3 separate regions of the Mus musculus genome follow, and all the other regions are linked to region 1. The links are chromatin contacts, called in public ChIA-PET maps. All regions are on one chromosome and are shown on one strand. The core of a region is the stretch at or near the end of the contact, and the rest is flanking DNA. Distances in the headings are between cores, read along the strand shown. Region 1 has its middle 21 kb from the start of Gm30695. Region 2 overlaps Runx1 (runt related transcription factor 1). Region 3 holds the start of Runx1 (runt related transcription factor 1).

Region 1 (4,595 bases), core at 1,111-3,610:
ATAAAAATATTTAAGTGGATCTTTGTGACAAGCTATCTAACCATTTTCAGTGTGCCCTTCAGTAGTGTTGAGTACATCCCACCATCGTACAACCATTAGCACAACTACATATCCAGGGCTCTTTCTGTTTTGTAAAACTGAAATTACAATCCATCAAAGAGTACACCTCGCACACACCCGCAACACTCAGACCCCATCAAAATACCCAAGCACTCACACACAGCACACACCAAAACTCACATACACCCTAACACTCATAACATACACCCCAATTCGTGTGGACCCCACAGCTCTCCAACCTCCGATGTTCACACCACCCAACTCTCACCCCTCAACATGCTCACATACAACTTCACCTGTGCCTGATACCCCAACTCTCACAGTACCCCAGCTCCTAAACACTTCTACTCACACACTCCAGCTTCTATGCTAACACGCCAGCTCACACACATCCCATGAGGCTCTGCCAGACAAGTTCCTACCATGTCTGAGGATTCCTCTACAGAGCAGCTCCCATGCCTCATACAAGAACTCACAGCCACTCCCCAGTCTCCGGGCAGGACCTAAGGGATACCATCACCCCATTCCTGTTCCCTGCCTCTATATGCTCTTGAAAATAAAATGCGTCCTGACTCTGCCATGCAAGCAAGGGAAGCGCTAAGCCTTCTGAACACAGAGTCTGTTCTTCCCTGACATGGGAAATAGGGAGGGAGTGACTCAAAACTTATCCTGCACCGTAAAATGTATCGCTTGCTCTAAGTCCCGCTTTTAGGGACGGGATCCCAGTTTTACTACATCATGTTCACTTTGTGTTCAAAAGGAGGAATCCATTTAAAACATATTTACGCATCCTCCTCAGATCACAAGTTCTTGAGTAATAAGGAGGACAGAGTGAATATGAAGGGAAGGAAGTTTGTCTACAGGATGCCTGCAGAGTGGAGGAAGCCATAGCTGAAGGAGTAGAGAGTGAGGAACAAGAACAGAAAGATGAAGGGAAAGAACAGGAGTCCTTCCATCCTATTAGATGCCTGGCTGTGCCATAACTCAGCCAGGACAAGCTCAAGGCAGGGACAAGCTCAAGGCAGGGAGACCCTAGGAAAATCTGGTATTGGTGACTCCGGGGGACATTGCCTACTGGTTCCCCTCAAAGTGAAGAATGAGGAGAACACCTTCAGGCAGAAGATGCTCTGATTCAGCTTCCTCTGACTCCAGGGGTCTCTGGAGTCACTACCTTCTCTAGGCACTGACCATATGGGAGGACCACAGCAGGGAGGACGACTACAGAGGAACGGGTTCACCTTGATCCCCTGGCCTGAGTACATGAAGTAAGCACAGGAGGAAATTAGCCCCAAGTCAGAGAAGAGAAGTCCTTAGGCCCAGGACATACACACGTGGACCAGCTTCACCAAGCTTGTGAGTGGTCACAGACCACACACACCAGGGGCATGAAACAAAACAGACCAGCCTTCACAGACCTGCATGCTTCCTAGCCTCTGAGGAAGGAAATCTGCAGACCAGTCAAAGCCGGCTTCTCATGGAGAAAGTCAATCTGTGACGACTCTGTAGATCATGCCTCCACTACCTCAACCAAACATGGCTTCTTCTGTGGCAGGCCTGCATTTCTGCACCCGTGTGGGCAACTGCAACTCCACTGTCTTCTAGTTGAGTGGACTTGAGGCCATAGACTGAAGGCCACGTACCACAAACCTTACCTACATGGTGCTTGAGGCTGTTGACTTACCTCCTGTAGGAAAGATTGTTATCAACCTACCCCAGTAAAGTCGAGCAACTGGGCTGAGGAGATGTCTCAGCCAGTAAAGTGCTTGCCACATCAGTACGAAGACCTAAGTTCAATTCTCACAACCCAGATAAAAATCCAGAAGTGATGGTGTACACCTGTAATCCCAGAACTGGGGAAGCCAAGACAGCAGGAACCCTGGGACTCGCCAGACAGCTGGATTAGCCAATGAAGTGAGTTCTGGGCCTACGAGAGACAGTCATAAGACTAAGATGTACAATACCTGACAAACATTACCCAAACTTGATCTCTAGCCTCTACAAGTACTTGTACACACACACACACACACACACACACACACACACACACACACACACGTACCCGTGCATACACACCACACACACTCAGTATAGCAACTACAGAAATACTGACAAGCAGCACGCACGCACACTGCTCCCCTCTCCCAGACATCGTTCCACAGCATCCAAGACCGGGGAAGTGTCATTAAGATTCACAAAGAAAAGCCTGTCAGCACCAAGGGTTTTGTGGTAAGCCAGGGTGAGGTCTCCCTGGAGCTGGTGCTGCTCTGCTGGGCTACGCCCTCCCAATGTGGCTGTGGTTTGGTCCTCACACAAGCTGAAAGAGAAGCAGGGCTCATTTGCCTGCCTGCCCTCCCTCCGCACCAGCCTGTGAGCAGCAGAAGAGAAAGCCACAGCCCAGCCACCTCAACCACAGAGCCCCAGCTACCAGAAGTCAACACTGGAGAAGTTTCCCAACCAAAAGGACAAGGAGGAATTCGATTAAAAGAGAGACCGCCAACCTGTCAACCACTGGCCTTTATGATGTGGGAAATGTCAGAATTAGGGATAAGTGAGCAGTAACTCAAGCCACCGTAAAACCCACCACAGATCACAAATGGCATCTTAACAATGCCAGCATCAAAAATTGTGGTGTATTTATAGTCTGCTTCTGGCTGTCAGATTCAGTAGTCAGCAGCCATGTGTACCAACTTATACTTAAATTTTAAGTCATCAAAAGGGTTCAAAGCTTAAACTGTTTCAGCTGTTTGGTCAGGCAAGGCGTACATTCTGGGTGCTGCCTCATGGCATGTGGCCTGTGGGTGCCATATTGGAAACAGAAGTTCTAAAAATGCTCTGTCATCACAGACAGCTCCTCTTGTAAGCCAGGATGGATGACTCCCGGGTGTTTGTTCCTAGCCTTGGCCTTGGGCTACGAAATGTGTGGTCTTGGTGGTCGGCTTGTCTGGATTTAGACGTGTCTAAGAGCAGTGAAGCTTCTAAGTAGGAGTGTTCCCTTCCACAGGAAGCTGGCCTGAGGAACCGTGGGGAGGGAGGGAGAGACCTGCCTCAATGTGAGCAGTGCTATCCTGTGGACTGAGACCCAGAGGGGAAGGGAACGGCAGGAGGGAGCCAGCAGGCAGCTGCATGCCCCCTCTGAGCATGTGCATGGCTGCTGCCCTTATCCACTAAGGTCAGGCTACAACATTATCGGATTTCCAATGTGGACAGGAAAGGATCAGCCAGTTTTTTGGCCCCGACTGGACTAGAACTACTGCAGTGGCCTATTTATTTAACTGGATGGCTAAAGAGCTCTGGGCCTTTGTGATGCAGGGATGTCCATTTTGAGGTTATGTAAGCCAAGCCAATAACTCTTATTATATAATATATTATATGATATATATCATGCTGCATTTACACGTGTTCATTATTCTGTGTCCCTAAGCTACCTGTAGATAACTAGTGGATACATGGTTGTGGCTTCCCATTTGTGGAATTATATCCACAAGTCAGATTGACTGAGAACTGAAAACATTTCCATAACTTGGATCTAGAGTATATACTGACCGGTTATTTTTTTTTTGTATTATTTACAAAACATGTATTCTAGTTTCATTTCTGTCGCTATGATAAAATATCCTGAGGAAAAGCAACCTAAGAGAGCATGGGGTTAATTGGCTTACAATTCCATATTACAGTCTATATCGGAAGGGAAATGAGGCGGGACTCAGATACTCACATCACATCCAAAGTCAAGAGAGGAGAAAAATAAATGCACAAAGGCTTACCTGCTTGCTTGATCTCCCTCTCTGGAACTGTCTAGGACCCTCTGCTTAGAGAATGGTGCCACCCACAACGGGCTGTATCTTCCTACATCAGTTAACAAAGACAGTGCCCCCCTGATATGCCCATAGGCCAGCCTGACCTAAATCATTCTTCAGTAAGACTCTCTCCCCAGATTCTAAGTTGTGTCCAGTTGACATTTAAAAACTAAACAGCACAATGATACAATGTAACAACTGTTTGCATCCAATTGACATTGAATTGAGTCCTGAAAAGGTATACAAAAGGTAGCTTATATGCAAAAATTATGTTGCCTTATATAAGAGTCTGGAAAGTCAACAGATTTTGGTAACCATTGGTGTGTCTTGGCACCAATACTCCCCAGGGATTGAGAAACTGCTGAGCTAAGAAAAGCCACAAGTGGTGGTACATTCATGCAATATCAGTGCTTGGGGGGAAAAGGAAACTCCTGAGTGTTAAGCTACTGTAGGCTCCATGGCAAGACTCTGCCTCAGCAGAGGGAAAGAGGGGAGTAAAGAGGGAGAATCTGAAGAGACTACAGAACTGAAGTTCTAGTCTGTGGCTCTCTGAGGGCTTTCTATAGGTTTACACAAGCAATAAGCACCTGACTGGTCTGTTATGAGACTCAAGGACCAGGTCAGTCAGTGCTGTTGTTCCACAGGTAGTGGGTGACATTGTGATTGTAATTATCACAGCATTGAATTGGATGACAGCAACCCTTCCAAGAGAAGCAGTCTGATGGCCTTGAGCTCATC
Region 2 (4,595 bases), core at 825-3,324, 770 kb before region 1:
GGTCATCCACCTCAGCCTGAGAGGCCATATTTAAATTTAAGCTGGGAGTCAGTTCTTCCCTTCACAATCTCAAAAATGTCGTCTTCTCGCCTCCGTGAGATGGGGGAGTGAAGGCTTTGAGTGGGCCTCTTCCTGCAGTGTGTCTGGCCTTGGGTTCTTAGAGTCAGCTAACATCAAAGGAAGCAGAAGAAATGGTGTGAGGACCACAGATAACTGGGGCAAGGGGATTGCTAAAATTAGGGGTGAGGTAGCCTGGGCTCTGGCAAGGACTGTGTGGACCTTCTCCAGAGGATAAACTCTTACTTACATTCTAACCTTCAAAGAGAAAGGCTTACTCCACAGGCCTGAGTGTCTTCCAGACTGCATAGATCTGTGGCCTCGGGTCCTTCCTAACAATTCTCCATGCTGATATTCAAATCCATTGCTTTGTGCTGCGGGGCCCTGTGTAATCCCGAAGTTGACAGACATGTCTCTTTCCTGCAGATGGTCTAAGATGGCTTCCATAATCAGACACATCCCACACGCTCCTCTCCCCCCCTCCCCCCATTCCTCCTGCTCAGGGTCCTTTACAGAGTCCTCTCTGCATTTGGGGTACATCTGGTGTGGGGGTTTTTGCAAGCTGGGGTAGCAAAGTCAGGGCCAGCCCCACCCCATGTGTGGGCTGAGGGAGTGGTCACCTGGGACCCTGTGCAGTGTCTCACTTTCTCCCTCTCTCTCTCACGATGCACGTGTTTCCCTAGCTACTGTATCTAAATGTCTACCCTTCAGGATTTATGCTTTGAGGATAGCTATCACATCTCGGCTGGGCCCATCAGGAAAGGGCTGAACTTTTTTTCTGTGAATATCTTGGCTTCCCTAATTTCCTTCCTCTTCAAAGAATTTACGGACACCAGAAAGTTTGAGAAAGGATGAAGAGAAGCCAATTTGACTCAAGTGGGGACCACAGAGATCAACCTTATTTCCCTAAGAAAGCCCTTGTGGGCCTCCTCAGAAAGCCGCCATGTCTAGAGAGCATGACAGGACAGTCGGAGATAAGAGGAGCTGTCCCTGTGGATCTTGGCTCCCTCCCACCTTTCCCCTGCCACACTCATCTTCCTCCTTTTGGGAGATCTTTTTTAGGCTTTGAGCACCAGATGCCTCAAATTTGGAGAGTGAGGGAGAGCCAGAGAGCCTCATCCACTTAGTCAGCTCTGGTTGTCTTCTGTCCTAAACAAACCACAAACTGCCTCACCCCAACACATACACGGTAAGCACAGCCCCAGAGTGGATGTCCCTGTCCCACCCTGGCCTATCCACCATAAGCACTGCCCCTAAGTGGATGTCCCAGAATAGAACCCCTTGCCTCAAAGAGGCCAGCCTCCAAAGCTCTCTTTCACTAAGCAGAGGGGTGCATGGTAAGTGGGTAAGTTACAGGTCAGCATAGGGGTCCCAGAATTCAGGCCTGAGGGCGAACAGGGCACAGCTGGGCAGAGAGGGCCTTTATCTCCTGCCAGTTGGACCCAGAGATGGTTTTGGAGGCTGGAGTGCTCTGTGTGTTCCTGGCAGATGTTTCCCAAGCTACTCTGGTGGCTGTGGCTCCGGGCCTGGCCCAGAATAACACATTGTTAGCATATGTTAACAGTCTGCCTTTTCTCCAAAGATCACATAATGCTTTCCACTTAGTGTCTGTCTCGCAAGTGTTACTATCTGTTTTATGGTCAACAAAACCGAGATACAGTGAGGTTGGGGAGCACCCACATCTGAGTGGGAATGGGTTGGGGGGTTTGACCCTGGAGACCTGTGCTTCCTGAGTCTCAGCTGTTATTCACCAAGTGCCCTCCTCGACGGTTCCTTCCAGAATGCTCTCTCTGACTGACTGATCTCAAGATCTGGTAGGAGTTAAAAGGAACACATATGTTCTGATCTCCTCAATCTCTCTCTCTCTCTCTCTCTCTCTCTCTCTCTCTCTCTCTCTCACACACACACACACACACACACACACACACACACACACACACACACACACACTGCAGTGTTTAGCATGTGGTGACAGATGAAAGAGGAGGGACTCTGTTTCGGTACAGGGTTTTGTGACCACACATGGTTTCTTTCCTTCGCCCCAGAGGAAGCACATGAAATCAAGACTGAGCTCGAGGGTTGCCCACCTCCCTCCCCTCCCTCCTCTCCCTCCCCTCCCTTCCCTCCCTTCCCTCCCTTCCCTCCTGTTCTTCCTCCATCTGAAGCCCTACTCTTTCTGTCCCCTGAACTTTCTTAGTAACTGGTCACTGATACCATTCCACAGAAAGAGGAACCACCAGGCTGAAGTGAAGTGGAAATTTCCAGAAGACTTCAGTGGCTCTGAACAAGGACAGCGCCATGCTGCTGGGGCAGGAGAGGCTTGCAGGGAGGCTGCTGATTTAGGGTGTGCTGACTCCCTCGTAGGCAGAGGGCTCCATAACTGTCACTCAAACGAAAGCAAGAGATTTCCTGGGTGGAGACACCTAAGAGGAGCTAGAAATGTAGAAAGCCAAGTCCTTAGGAAAATAACTACAGAGCAAAAGTTGCCAGGACTGAAGATTACAAAGCACAGCCTGGAAATTAAAGACCTAAATGAATGGAAAGACAAAACCACTGAGAGACTGTGCTCCATGCCATTGAGAGACTGTCCTCCATGCCATTGAGAGACTGTGCTCCATGCCATTGAGAGACTGTGCTCCATGACTTTGAGAGACTGTGCTCCATGCCATTGAGAGACTGTGCTCCATGCCATTGAGAGACTGTGCTCCATGACTTTGAGAGACTGTGCTCCATGACATTGAGAGACTGTGCTCCATGCCATCGAGAGACTGTGCTCCATGACATTGAGAGACTGTGATCCATGCTTTTGAGAGACTGTGATCCATGCCATTGAGAGGACAATCAAGCAATCTACAGATTGAATGTAGTACTTACTGAAATCCCAATGGAATCTCTCTTTCTCTCTCTCACTCTCTCCATGAGTGTGTGTGTGTGTGTGTGTGTGTGTGTATGTATATGTGTGCACACATATATGTGCAGATGTGTGTGGAGGTAGGAGGTGGGGAAACATACCTCAGATAGTGTTTGATAGTGCTCTGTTGTGGTTGTTTTTCTTTTTCCTAGACAGGGTCTCTCACGGCCTGGACCTTACTGAGTAGGTGAGGCTGGCTCACTTGATGTATTTCTCACCATTGAGGATCGCCATCTTTGGTCACTGCCACATTACCAGGACAGAACACATAATAAGCACATAGACAATCCTCAAGATAACAACTTACTAAATGCACACGGAGGAGATAAATATATCTGCACCTTGCCCTTTTGCAATAAAGCAAGCGAATACGAGGGGAATTTTGTAGTGCCCTGGGGAGCACAGCCGTGCTGGACGGTGAATTGTCACCACACACGTGAAGAAGCAGTGCTGATTTCTTTTGCTTCCTCCATCTGAGAAGCAAGTTTGTTCCTCTGGGCTGTCTCCAGATCCTCACATCCAAGGCTTGGCTCTCTGGATCACAATCCATGTGAAATCACTTCCCCATCTGAGAAAGTCATCAGGGGATCTTAATCCATCTTAATCATCAATGGCAAAGGGGCCCTGAGAGTGGAGATGCAGTTATGACTGTGTGGGATGCCAGCACTTGGCTTCATCTGGGTGAGAGCGAGTCTCCATAGCAAGGAGCCGACAGCTGGCGGGAACATTGCAGAGCTGTCTGCAAGTGACTGAGCTGGGTAGGCCGGAATGGGAGCCTCCCGCAGGGAGACACTTAGGACTTGTAGACGCGACTACGTCCAAACAAATGTTCAATTTCATGCTTAACTGATGATCTCCACTTTGATGACGAGTGACCAAGAGGAAAGCTGTCTGTTAAAAGGTGACTCACCCGCCTCTCGTTTTAAATCAATCTTGGGAACATGGTCCTGAATTACATCACTGACCTCCTGAAGACGGGAAGTCTCTGAGAGAAAATATCCCAGAACCACAGATTCTGTGTGAGGGTCGATACCTTGTGAGGGAGCCTCTTCGTTCCCAGGGATGGCTGTTACCGAAGGACAGGAGGACTGAGCTGTCCCTGAGACCAGCAAGAAGAATTTCCTACCCTGGTGATGAACAGGCTGACAGTGACAGTGACTGTCACTAAGTGCCTAACCTGAGCACGTGTGAAACATCTTCAAAGTAATAACAGAACTAAGGGGTGGCTTATGCTTTGCAAGCACAAGGACTTGAGTTCAAAAGATGCCCTGTCTCAGAAAACAAACAGGTATAGAAAGCCCCAGGACATGCCTTTTGTATGCACCCATAAGCTGTGGAGGTTCATGTCGTTGCATAAATCTGGAATCCTGGCATGTGGGAGGTTGAGTCATGAGGATTGTGGATCTGGGGGCAGCCTGGGCTACTTAATGTTCGGCCAGCCTAGGCAAGCTAGCAAGATTCTGTCTCAAAACAACAAACAGACAAAAAAAAAAAAAAAAACAGGCCAGCAAACTAAAAGAGTCTACATGAAGACTATAGATAGATGATAGGTAGATAGATAGATAGATAGATAGATAGATAGATAGGAACGTGAGACATAGGTTTCTCTGTAAGCACCTTGGCACAG
Region 3 (4,595 bases), core at 679-3,178, 730 kb before region 1:
CCCACACATGTACCACACACACATAGGCATACACACACACCACACACACACATATACCACATACACATAGACACATACCACATCCCACACATACACACACACACACCACACATATACATACCACTCCATGCACACACATACACACACACACACATACACACATACCACACACACACATACATACCACACACACACACACATATATACCACACACACATACATACACACACCACATATATACATACACACACACACACACACACACACCTTCCTCCAGTTTTCACGTTTCAGCATAGATGAACCATCACAACCTCAATAGCCTTTGTTGTGACAAAGTCGCCAGCAAGCCCTCGAATTCCCCTACTCATTTGGCTGTATGAATAAATAATGATTCACAGATACTGGCTGGGTGTGCACATAATTTGTATCCAGAAAACAAATGATTTCTTCCCCATCCCATCCCACTCCATTTTAGCTCTGCCAGAGCATCATACCACAAGCTACACGTCCTGATACACGGCCACGTCTTTGTGAGCTCTTTATGCCACTGTTTTTCTTTACTTAAGCTCAGTCCTCATCCTGAAAGACCCACCAAGCCCACATGGGCACTATGGCTGAACTCCAGCATTGTAAGTTCCATAAGGCCGCTGTAAAAAATGCAGGAAGGTTCAGGGACCTACGTGGTGCCAACCCATAAGTCTGTAATCTAGTAATTTCTGCTGTGACAGTGCGTGGACTTAGGAAATGGCTTCATAGTTCTTTCTGAGAGAGACTGTGTACCACAACTTGCTGGCTTTCTGTCTTGAGCAATGCCGGCTGCCTCTTTCAATTGAGGCTGAAAGAAAAACCACAGCACAACACAGCATCTTCTGATGGCTTTTCCCAGAACGAGTCTGCCCAAATCCTGCCCTCTGTGGACTTGCCACTTTGGCCCTGAAATCTCCGCACTGATCCAAGGTATACCTGTGAGCTGCCTCTCGGAGACCACTCTGCTGGCACCGGCTCTTCCGGCCAGCTAAGTACTGAGCCTGCTAAACCCAGGGGCAAGCCAAACTCAGAACCAGGGCCAGACAGCTTGCTGCCATCAGAGTAAGTGCAAGCGAATCATTCAGAGCAAGGCACAGCCAGATAAAACCCAAAGAGTGTCCTCCGCGCCAGCCTTCTAATCTCTGGGACTTTAACTGAGAGCGGCTCAGAGCACTTGACACAACTTTCACCCAGCGACCAAATATTTCAACAGCCTAAGCATTTATTAAAACATCCCCGCAGCACGGCGTCTGACAAATAATAATCTCGTGGTCTCAGAGTCAACAGCCTCTGTTTGAATTCCTCCCCCCACAAGCAGGCAGGGACTTCAGGCAGGCACCGGAGGGTCCACGGGCTGCCATCTTAGTCTGCGCAAAGCTGAGCAAAATCAGATATAAAAAAGACCAGCGTACTCACCTCTCATGAAGCACTGTGGATATGAAGGAAATGACTCAAAAATGCTGTCTGAAGCCATCGTTTCCTTTCGAAAACGCACCTCTCCTGAAGGCGGGGGATTCTATAATTTCTTTCACCTTCAGAGCAAAAACCAAGAAATGTCACTTACTCTGACCTCACCTCCCACCATGGCTCCCCACGTCTCTTTCTACCCCCAACCCTAACACTTCTGGTACTCCATGGGTCCTATGGGGTGGGGGTGGGGGAAAGAATTATTGCAGAAACAAATATTCAAATTGTTAAAGATTAAAAAAAGGAAAAAAAAAAGACGAAAGCACCGCCTATGCTGTGGGTTGAACTGCTCACCGCTCTGCGAAAGCCTGTGGTTTGCATTCAGTGTGATTCGTCCTGCCTGCTGACCACTGTGCTGGGCTTACACTTCTGACACTGCCAGGCTACCCAACTTGTGGTTCTGTGGTTGTTTATGAGGTCCAAAGAAGTTTTCACACAACCCAAATTACAAATTTAACTGTTCCCCTTTCCACAGCCCACCGCCATTGGCTCTTGCCAATCACGTGACTTAAGTGATGTCAATTTTTTTTTTTTAAACTTTCTGAGCTATGCCCTTCCTGCCCTCCACCTGCCCTCCCCCAGGCTGTGTAAGGAAACAGTTGAGCAGAGCTTAGCAGAGAGGGGCTGTAAGAGAAAAAAAAGCACAACAAACAAGCAAACAGAAATCCCCTGCCTCAGTCTTTTCTTGCTCTCTCTGTCCTGTGCGGATTTGGTGGCTTTCAGATCCTGTTGTTATTTGTGGTTTGAGGAACAACTGATTATTTAGATAAAGATTGCCTTGCTGTTTATTCAACAGCAATTCAACGTTGGCACCAACTTGCTGCTGAGCCCGGATGCGGCTCTCATCACTTAAATGCTGGGCACCAGCTCGGGAGAGCTGGGTTCTTGGTGAAAGCAAGTGAGACAGAAAAGTTAGAAAAGAAGACCAAGAGCCCTTTTCCGTGAGTGGCTGATCCTGGGAGGGCTAGGCTGGCAACCTACTGACATCTCAAAGCTTGGGAACAGTATGACACGTTTTAATTGTGGGATGAAAAGACCACTTTGATCAAAACCCAAATGATGTTGTCCTTGGCTTTCCCCTTGGCGGATAGGCTTAGCATGGACATCTCTTGGTAAGTAGAGGAAACAGTGGCGTTCTCTTCACACTGGCACCAGTTCCCACGCTCGCTTGCATTAGGAAGTTTTGTGGAGAGCAAAGGAGGAGAATTTCCTCACTCAGCAGAGCTGTGGCCTGTGGGCAGCTATCTGTTCATTGTTTGTACCAATAAAGCCTACTGGTAGCCTTTCCGAGCTCCACTCAAAGAAATGGGCCAAGTCACCCTGCTAGGGATAATTACTCTTTGAATCCATGAAGAGTAACTTGTGACTACCCAAGATCCTGCCTCCTCCTGGCCAGCCCCCGGAGGGGGATATTACACAGCCCTTCAGCCTCCAGAAGTCACATGGTCAGGGGACAGACAATAAAGACAAGATGATTCTGTGGGTGTGAGCTCTTCTGTTCACCTCCACCTATTGACCTCTTCGTTCTATCTGTTTTACTTGCTGAGAAGTGAAGCCTTAGTCTTCCTGGGATCCCCAGGCAGGGCCTGGCCTTCCTTTCCTTACTTGGGTCTTCCTTTTCCTCTGTTCAGTTTCCCTCCATTTCGAGGTGATGCCCGATGAGAGGCTGGGCCTTGAGCAGCGTAGCTCCAAGTGCCAGCCCTGGGTCCCAAATTCCAGGCATGCAAGGTACTTCTCTAAGTCTGAGCCCCAGAGGGAACTCTCATTTGGTTTTCATGGAGATAATTTTGCACACACAGTAGAGACCCAGGGTATTAATGATACAGGTCTTTCCAAAGGACCAGACTCCATTTTTACTTAATCCTATTTTAACCTAGGCAGGAATTAGAAACCTAGGCATTTCTTTCTCCCAGCCTCTCTGAGCAGTTAGCAGCCAATACCCACACTTGGCTCACACTTGAAAAACAGTGGCTGCCCGTCTTTTATGAAGCTTATTAATATCTAAACACAACGTGCGCTTCACGTTGCCTCTCAATTCAAATCCCTTGTTAATATAATCCCCATTATTCAAATCCCTTGTTAATATAATCCCCATTATTCAAGTCTCTGTGCTGTTGCTTTTAAACAAATTCCACCCCTGCCCCCATCCCCTAGTAGGATCTCCAGCCAGGTTGTGTTATCTTCTACCCCTGCTCTGCCTTGGAGAGATCCCAGGATCCAAGCCTGTAGCTGCAGCTGGCTTCTTGAAGGTGACTCACTTCCCAAAATCGAGACACTTAAGTGTCCACTCCGATTAATCCTGTAGTCATTTCACTTCAGAAATTCCCAGATGCTTTTAGCCTTAAGCGTCCTCATGCCCACAAGGATGGTTTAGATGCCCAGAATTTCTCTGCCTTTGGGGGTCTCCATAGGGCAAGGCGGGCAGATGAAAGCTTTCAGGATAGCCTTCTGGTCCACTTCTGGCCTGCAGGTCCCACTGCAGGCTGTCACCTCTGGGTCCTGGCTGCAGCGAGGCAGCAGGGGGCAGACTACAAAGGCGGGAGTCCCTGGTGAGTCCTGTGATGATAGTCATGGAAGTCCAAGCAAGACTGCAGGGCTCACCAAGGAAGCAGCAGTTAAAGCCGCTCTCTAAGGCCATAATGGCTAGGAGAGATTCAGTGGCTGCCAGCAAACTGCCTTTTACACTTCCTTGAGAGCCCAAGACAAAAAGACACGTCTGTCACTTCTGAACTGCCTAAAGAAGTGCTTAATCCCATTTTAGGCAGAGCTGTTGAAGATTCTTTAAGTTCTCCAGGCAGCGGTGGACCCACCCTGCCAGCCTCATTCCTGCTGTTGACTCAGACCCCAGGCTGCCGGCCTGGGAACCGTCCTGGAGCTGCTGCAGGGAACTGTGGCTCTGCCAAATAATGCCACAGCAATCTTCATCCTCTGATTGGCAAAGTTACTGAGATGCCACTCTCAAGGGCGGGGTGGAGAAACGCTCAGGTGTCTTTGTTAATGGCCCTATAAAAATACCAGGGAAGGTTGAAAGATGCAGGGTTGCATAACCCTGTAATTAATGTCGAGAGTGCTGTGTGCAACTCCATCCAATTAAAACACTC

Evidence for each region. ChIA-PET counts read pairs in DNA pulled down with a chosen protein or histone mark.
Region 2: a contact with region 1 is called in an RNA polymerase II ChIA-PET map of memory CD8 T cells, with 44 read pairs. The contact joins two enhancer-like sites. A contact is called at or near these places in 3 of 484 Hi-C or Micro-C datasets (the C2C12 cell line, bone marrow-derived macrophages and myocytes), 4 of 115 datasets of contacts at active chromatin or transcription factors (differentiating embryonic stem cells, fibro-adipogenic progenitors, memory CD8 T cells and 1 more) and 1 of 9 other capture datasets (embryonic stem cells).
Region 3: an RNA polymerase II ChIA-PET map of memory CD8 T cells shows a contact between it and region 1, with 52 read pairs. The contact joins the promoter of Runx1 here to the enhancer-like site in region 1. A contact is called at or near these places in 8 of 39 promoter capture datasets (cranial neural crest, embryonic stem cells, hippocampal neurons and 2 more), 7 of 484 Hi-C or Micro-C datasets (the C2C12 cell line, embryonic fibroblasts, muscle stem cells and 2 more), 5 of 115 datasets of contacts at active chromatin or transcription factors (T-cell acute lymphoblastic leukemia, bone marrow-derived macrophages, differentiating embryonic stem cells and 2 more) and 1 of 9 other capture datasets (embryonic stem cells).

Annotation. Positions count from the first base shown.
Region 1 is chr16:93,550,526-93,555,120 of GRCm38.p6, forward strand. No RefSeq gene overlaps it. Among named protein-coding and RNA genes, the nearest start is that of Gm30695, 21 kb to the left of the region's middle. Within about 2 kb of position 2,361, at least 49 of the 459 cell types and tissues checked have an H3K27ac peak or open chromatin away from gene starts, as enhancers often do. A contact at or near this core is called in T-cell acute lymphoblastic leukemia, memory CD8 T cells and myocytes, where this site is marked.
Region 2 is chr16:92,784,902-92,789,496 of GRCm38.p6, forward strand. The region is part of intron 2 of Runx1 (runt related transcription factor 1); the gene reads right to left. Among named protein-coding and RNA genes, the nearest start is that of Gm30281, 25 kb to the left of the region's middle. Within about 2 kb of position 2,075, at least 78 of the 459 cell types and tissues checked have an H3K27ac peak or open chromatin away from gene starts, as enhancers often do. A contact at or near this core is called in memory CD8 T cells, where this site is marked.
Region 3 is chr16:92,824,146-92,828,740 of GRCm38.p6, forward strand. It overlaps Runx1 (runt related transcription factor 1), which reads right to left and starts at 1,929. Exons shown (of 8, transcript NM_001111021.2): 1 at 1,789-1,929; 2 at 1,444-1,559. The coding sequence starts at 1,501.